2 separate regions of the Triticum aestivum genome follow, and region 2 is linked to region 1. The links are chromatin contacts, called in public Hi-C maps. All regions are on one chromosome and are shown on one strand. Each heading gives the region's core, a stretch centred on a gene start, on an enhancer-like site or on the middle of the called end of the contact. The rest is flanking DNA. Distances are from core to core; before and after follow the strand shown. Region 1 holds the start of LOC123044083 (putative F-box/LRR-repeat protein 23). Region 2 holds the start of LOC123044085 (NADH-ubiquinone oxidoreductase 20.9 kDa subunit).

Evidence for each region. A called contact is a pair of places that touch in the nucleus more often than the background predicts.
Region 2: a contact with region 1 is called in a Hi-C map of leaf, with 4 times the contacts expected there. The contact joins the promoter of LOC123044085 here to the promoter of LOC123044083 in region 1. A contact is called at or near these places in 2 of 5 Hi-C or Micro-C datasets (both in leaf).

The regions. Positions count from the first base shown.
Region 1 is chr2B:161,760,871-161,763,846 of IWGSC CS RefSeq v2.1, forward strand. LOC123044083 (putative F-box/LRR-repeat protein 23) reads left to right here and starts at 1,403. Exons shown (of 4, transcript XM_044466722.1): 1 at 1,403-1,821; 2 at 2,238-2,400; 3 at 2,483-2,821. The coding sequence starts at 2,315.
Region 2 is chr2B:162,140,295-162,143,270 of IWGSC CS RefSeq v2.1, forward strand. LOC123044085 (NADH-ubiquinone oxidoreductase 20.9 kDa subunit) reads left to right here and starts at 1,379. Exons shown (of 2, transcript XM_044466724.1): 1 at 1,379-1,680; 2 at 1,777-2,197. The coding sequence starts at 1,527. The coding sequence ends at 1,931.

The sequences.
Region 1 (2,976 bases), core at 153-2,652:
ACTGAGTTTTATGAAAATGTCATGAACACATTTTTTGAAACTTGTGAGCTTTTTTTTAATGTAAGATGGACCTTTTTGATTTACATGATTTTTTAATGTATAAATATTTTTTCTGCGCACAATTAATTTTTTTCCGTACATATGATTAGCATTTTCTATCTTTTTTATTCACATTGTACATTTTTCGTATACATGAAACACATTTTTATATACATTGCTACCATTTTCCAAATGCAATATGAATATATTTTTAAATATATATATTTTATTGTAATATTTATATTTAGAATATTTTTGAGTAGAAACAAAGTGAAAGATAAATAAAAAGCAAAAACAAAAATGTGAATAGAAAATAGAAGAATAAAATCAAACAGAAAAGGTAACATGACGTACGAGTCGAGCCGTGGCTACTGGATCGGCTCAATACGTGGCCCCGTAGTCGAGCCGTGGTAGGGCTGGCTGCACGCGGCGCATAGCCGTCCCTTCTTGAACGCCCCTCGAGCCCCCGCTGCGACATACTAGTGGGGATGCACTCGTGCATATGCAACGTGATAAATCGATGGGGACATCCCCTATTTTGCATGTTGGGCGTTGAATAAAAGCGTAAGCGGTCACATGGACACACTTGGGCGGGGCACAAATTGCTGGTTTGCCCCCTTTTTCATTTCTCATGTAGTACTAAATAATTTTTAGTTTGGTTTTTAAAAGTGAAAAAAGTAATTCTTTACTAAAGTGATAAATGTTCACACTGTGTGCCTATATGTAAATGAATAGTAAGAAATCAAATTCCATTTTTCTAATAAATCATGAGTTTTAAGAATGTTCATGAAATTTTAAAATATTCACAAAATTTAATATTTTTTCGCTTACTTTAAGAAATGTTAAATAATTTAGAAATTGTTGATGAATTCAAAAAAAATCATGATGGTCCTTTTAAATTTGTAGTAAAGTACATAAATGTCTACAAATTTAAAATGTCACAAAGTCTAAAATTATTCATGGAATGAAAATAAGGCACATGTAAAAAGAAAAAGGAATAAAAAACCAAAAGGAAGAGAAAAAAAGTAAAAATCTAGTCAAAAAAGATTTAGCGCCCGGTGCAGGGTGCGCGTAGCTCATAGTATAGCGAAATTTTGTTTACTTCATGATCGTGTAATGATCCCTATGAACTTTGCAAATGAATAAACTTGGAGCTATGTTCCCGGCCGAAAAAAAAACCCCGATGAAAGAAGGCACATTGGGCAAATTGGGCCTTACGGGCCTGTGGTTGGTATTAGTGTGTTAATGGCCCAACAATTATTAGTTTCCGTTCCTTATCTCAAAAGGATTCCCTGAATTGTCTCAAAAAAAAAAGGATTCCCTGAAAAAAATCTCAAAAGAAGAAGGAAACGGCGACAGAGTACAAACGGGGGTATTTCAACTGTTCCCGAGTGGTTCGGCCTCCGCACCTCCGCATCCACCTCTCTCTCGCCAGACAGGGGCAGCGACGACGACGAGGAGCGGCGCTTTTGGCGGTGTCCAGGTGACGGCCCTACCGCCGTCTTCCTGCTCCGAGCGTGACTTCACATCCCCTGCCGAGGTCACGACCAGCCTCCGGGCGGCGCAAGACCAGGCGTGGGTGCGCCGCCGCCGGATCTGACCTCGCTAGGGCAGGGAAGGCATTCCAAGGTACAAGGTTCGCTCGCTGGTGGAGGTACGCCGGGTCGCCGTGGCCGTGAGCGCGTCCTCACGGGTCTGGCGCGGCGGGTGGCGGAGGGCGTTCGGGGAGCGGACCGCAGATGAGCTCACGGCGGCCTCCTTGCCGTCTTTTGCTGTGATTAGGTAACTTTTACCTTCTTAACCGCAAAAAGATTACGACTTTCCCCCTTTTTACCTGCGAAAAAGGATAAAAATCGATAATTTAGGGTGCCTTCCTGTGACTGCGAGCAGCGTTTTGATGGATTCTCCGTATTTTGTTACCAATTTCTCCAGTTCTGTGGCTCCAGTTTCTTGTAAAGATCTGAAATTTCAATGCGTCATGCAATCAGCCCACTCATTTTGGTGTGACTGTGAGCAGCGCTTTGATGAATTCTCTGTCTTTTGTTACCAATTTCTCCAGTTATGTAGCTGCAGTTTGTTGTAGAAATCTGAAATTTCAATGCGTCATGCATTCGGCTCACTCATTTTGGTGTAACTGATAAGAAATTCTAGCTGTGCAGCTCACACATGTTGCTTGCTATTTCTTTTTCCCGAAACAGGTTATTCCGGGGAGTTAGATTTCACTGCTGATTTTTTGTAACAAAAGAGCTCTTTCACGAGCTAGCGTTTCAGAAGGATGCTTCAAGCTTCCCATCAGTCCCCAGTAATGATGAGCGGCGCCTCGTTTGTTGTCTCGCGGGGTGTCTGTCGCCGCCGCCTAAGGTACCCTATGATTGCCAACTTCTGTTCTTTGATCAATCAGTCCGAGTAGTTTGTTATCAGTGATGCCACCCTTTCTTTGCAGTCATTCCCATGAAATGGAGGTGCAGCCAGAAGCCGTCAGGGACTGGTCCGAGCTGCCTCTTGATGTGCTTGCTTCGGTCTTTGCCAAACTCGGCGCAGTTGATATTCTCATGGGTGCAGGCCTAGTGTGCCACTCATGGCTCGAGGCGGCAAAAGTACCTAGTTTATGGCGATATGTCGACATGGAGCACCATGATGTCCTGCGAGGGAAGAAGAAAAAGAGACGCGATGTCTTGTGTGCAATGGCAAAAGCCGCCGTGGACCGCTCCAATGGGGAGCTCGAGGTGTTTGCAGGGAGCGAGTTTGTTACTGATCAGCTTCTCAAGTATATTGCAGAAAGGTACTCTTGTTTTAGTACAATATTTACGTCTAAATTCCAAATCTGACCACACAAACTAGTTGTTTTGTTCTTCTTTCAATCTAAAATCGGGTGGCCTCTTAATTTATTGGGTACCGCTCGCTGATTCGTTAACGGGTGTAGTGAAACTAGTTCGC
Region 2 (2,976 bases), core at 129-2,628, 380 kb after region 1:
AATTTAAGTCTTTCTAGAGATTTCCCTATGGACTACATACTTTAGAGTGTACATAAACATATTTTAGAGTGTAGATTCACTCATTTTTCTTCATATGTAGTCCATAATAAAATCTTTAAAAAAGACTTATATTTAGGAACGGAGGGAGTATCAACTTACATTGCAAGTGGAGCGGACTTTGATTATTAGCTGATTATGCCCGTGCTATCTATTCTCTTCATGTGAAATTTAACATGTGTTATGTTTATATAACTCCACCAATATATTTCAAAAGCCCGTGGCAACGCACGGACACCCTACTAGTGTATTAATAAAATGTTCACCATATATTAACAAAAGCTCGACATACATTTTTAAAACTCATCGTATGTAAAAAAACTGTTCATGATATATTAAAAAAAGTGTTCACCATATACTGAAAAGATATTTATAATATATAAAAAATAAAAAAGTAAAAGTAAGAAAAAAACAGGAGAAAAAACTATAATAGAAAAATAAAAAATAAGTAAAACAAAGAGGAAAAACCAAAAGAAAACAAAACAATGTACAACCGAAAAGCAAAAAGGAACTGCTAAAAAAGGAAACATGCAGTGGCAAACAATAGAACGTTCCCGGCCCAAGTCGCTCACATGCGGGCGTTGGCCAGACTAGTTTACGCCGACTAGGATTTGCCGGCAAAGGCGGAGGAAGCGAGGAGTTTCCTATGAGACGTACCTTGTGTCCAACCGTCGACGCATCACACTGGATGTGCGCGCGAGTGAGTTGAGTTGGCCAGCCTATTTTCAGCGCTAAGTAGAGAGCGCTCTGGTTAAGTTTTGAGAAGCTTCTAGAAGGTTCAGAGACAAATTTTACCGGGTTTGGGAACATTCTTGAAGGTTTTCTGAACCAATATTTTCCTATTTGCTTTTTTCTTTTCTTTCCATTTTCTCTTTCTTTTTTATTTTCTTCTCCTTTTTGTTTCTTTTCAAAAAATTATAAACTTTTAACAAATATGATTTTCAAAATTTGTTCGGATTTATTAAAAATATGTTCATGTTTTTCATAGAAGTAAAAAATATGTTTGTTTTTCCAGAAATATTAGAAATTTCGAGATTTGTTCATAATTTCCAAAAAGTATTCATAATTTTCAATAAATGTTCAGAAAATTCATAAATTATTCAGATTCTTAATTTTTTATTCGCTTTTCTCAAAATAATGTTTGAACAACGTGGCGAGAGAGGCTTCGTAGACTCTATGAGTAGTTTTTTTAGGGGTTTCCGACGAGTAGTAGTAGGCCGGGCCGAAGTTCACTTACATTTATTTTTTGAGGGATGGTCGGACGTCATTTACAAGCCGGCCTGTCTTTCAGAACTTGGGCTGCACCAAGCCCAGCCCATAGTCACACACAGCACCCACACTACTCTCCGTCGCTCTCCCAGTGAGAAAGCCCGAGAACCACACCTGAATCTCGACCTCCTCCTCCCAGCGACCAAATCTGCCGCCGCGCCGCCCGCCGGAAGGAACGAATCGAGCCCCGCGGTTGCGCGATGAACACCGACATCACCGCGTCAGTGAAGCCGGAGTACCCGGTGGTGGATCGGAACCCCGCCTTCACCAAGGTCGTCGGCAACTTCTCCGCGCTCGACTACATGCGCCTCTCCACCATCTCCGCCGTCTCCGTCACCGTCGGCTACCTCTCCGGTACGTCCTCCTAGCCCCTAACCTTCTCCCCGTACGGCCGTCCTCTTTCCTTCGCCCCCGGAGGCTCAAATCCGCGTTCTTGGGGGGTGCTCGCAGGGATCAAGCCGGGGATCCGCGGGCCGTCGATGGTGACGGGGGGCCTCATCGGGGTCCTCGGAGGGTTCATGTACGCCTACCAGAACTCCGCCGGACGCCTCATGGGGTTCTTCCCCAACGAATCCGAGGTCGCGCGCTACAAGTACAAGCTGTAGTGGTAGACGGCATCATCATTTCTCCCCGTTTCTCAACCGCAAGTGTTACATCTTTGCTTTTACCTTTCTAATCTCACTTGGCGTGAGCTGCACTTGGTGTGGGCAATGTGTGGTCTTGGTGTAATAAATGGGGTGCCTTGCTGCACAGTAGTGAGGAATTCATGATAATGATTTTACTCGTTTTGTTATGACAGAGTCAAAATTTGATCGCCATTTCGGTGAACTTCTGGAATTGGAGAACTGTTGTGTTAAAATGGATTTTGGTATCTCTAGATTGAGTAGTGTGATTTTCTTTTGCCTCACGTTGGCTAACTGTGGCGTAAGGCTGTCCAAAGAGGTGTCTAGAGAACTTTCTTTATCGAGAGTTACCTGGTGTGAAGCTGTTACGGCCTAGATGTGGTGTGAATATTAGTGCACATGCGTCTCTAGAGAATCTGGGAATATGAAGCAAGGTTGCAGGTTTAGGCAGCAGTTGAGCACACATAAATTCATCAATTCTTACAAGCCCAGGAAATAAATAAGTTTTGCTGCCTGGTAACTTGATCCACATAATGAGTTGATGATAATTGTACTCCCTTCATTTCAAATTAGGTTTCGTTAGGACAAGCCATTGACCAACAAGTACTCTATATATATTCATTAGATTCGTATTTCAAATACTTATTTGTGGTTATGATTTTCTACCACAAAAGTTACATACTTAAGTGTAATACAAAGACTTGTCCTAGGGAAACCTAATATGCAAGATATTTTGGAACAGAGGTAATATTTGGCAAGTGTGCATCCATGCTTACTTACTTACTTACGAAGCCTTTTATCCCAAACAAGTTGGGGTAGGCTAGATATGAAACCCTTTCACGAGGACTTCCCAGGAGGTCACCCATCCTAGTACTACTCTCGCCCAAATGGGTTACATACCCAAAAGACTGGCTAGTTTTTACGTTGGCTCGCCAAGCCTATCACAACCCTTAGATATGAAACCCTTTCACGAGGACTTCCTAGGAGGTCACCCATCCTAGTACTATTCTCGCTCAAATGGGTTTCA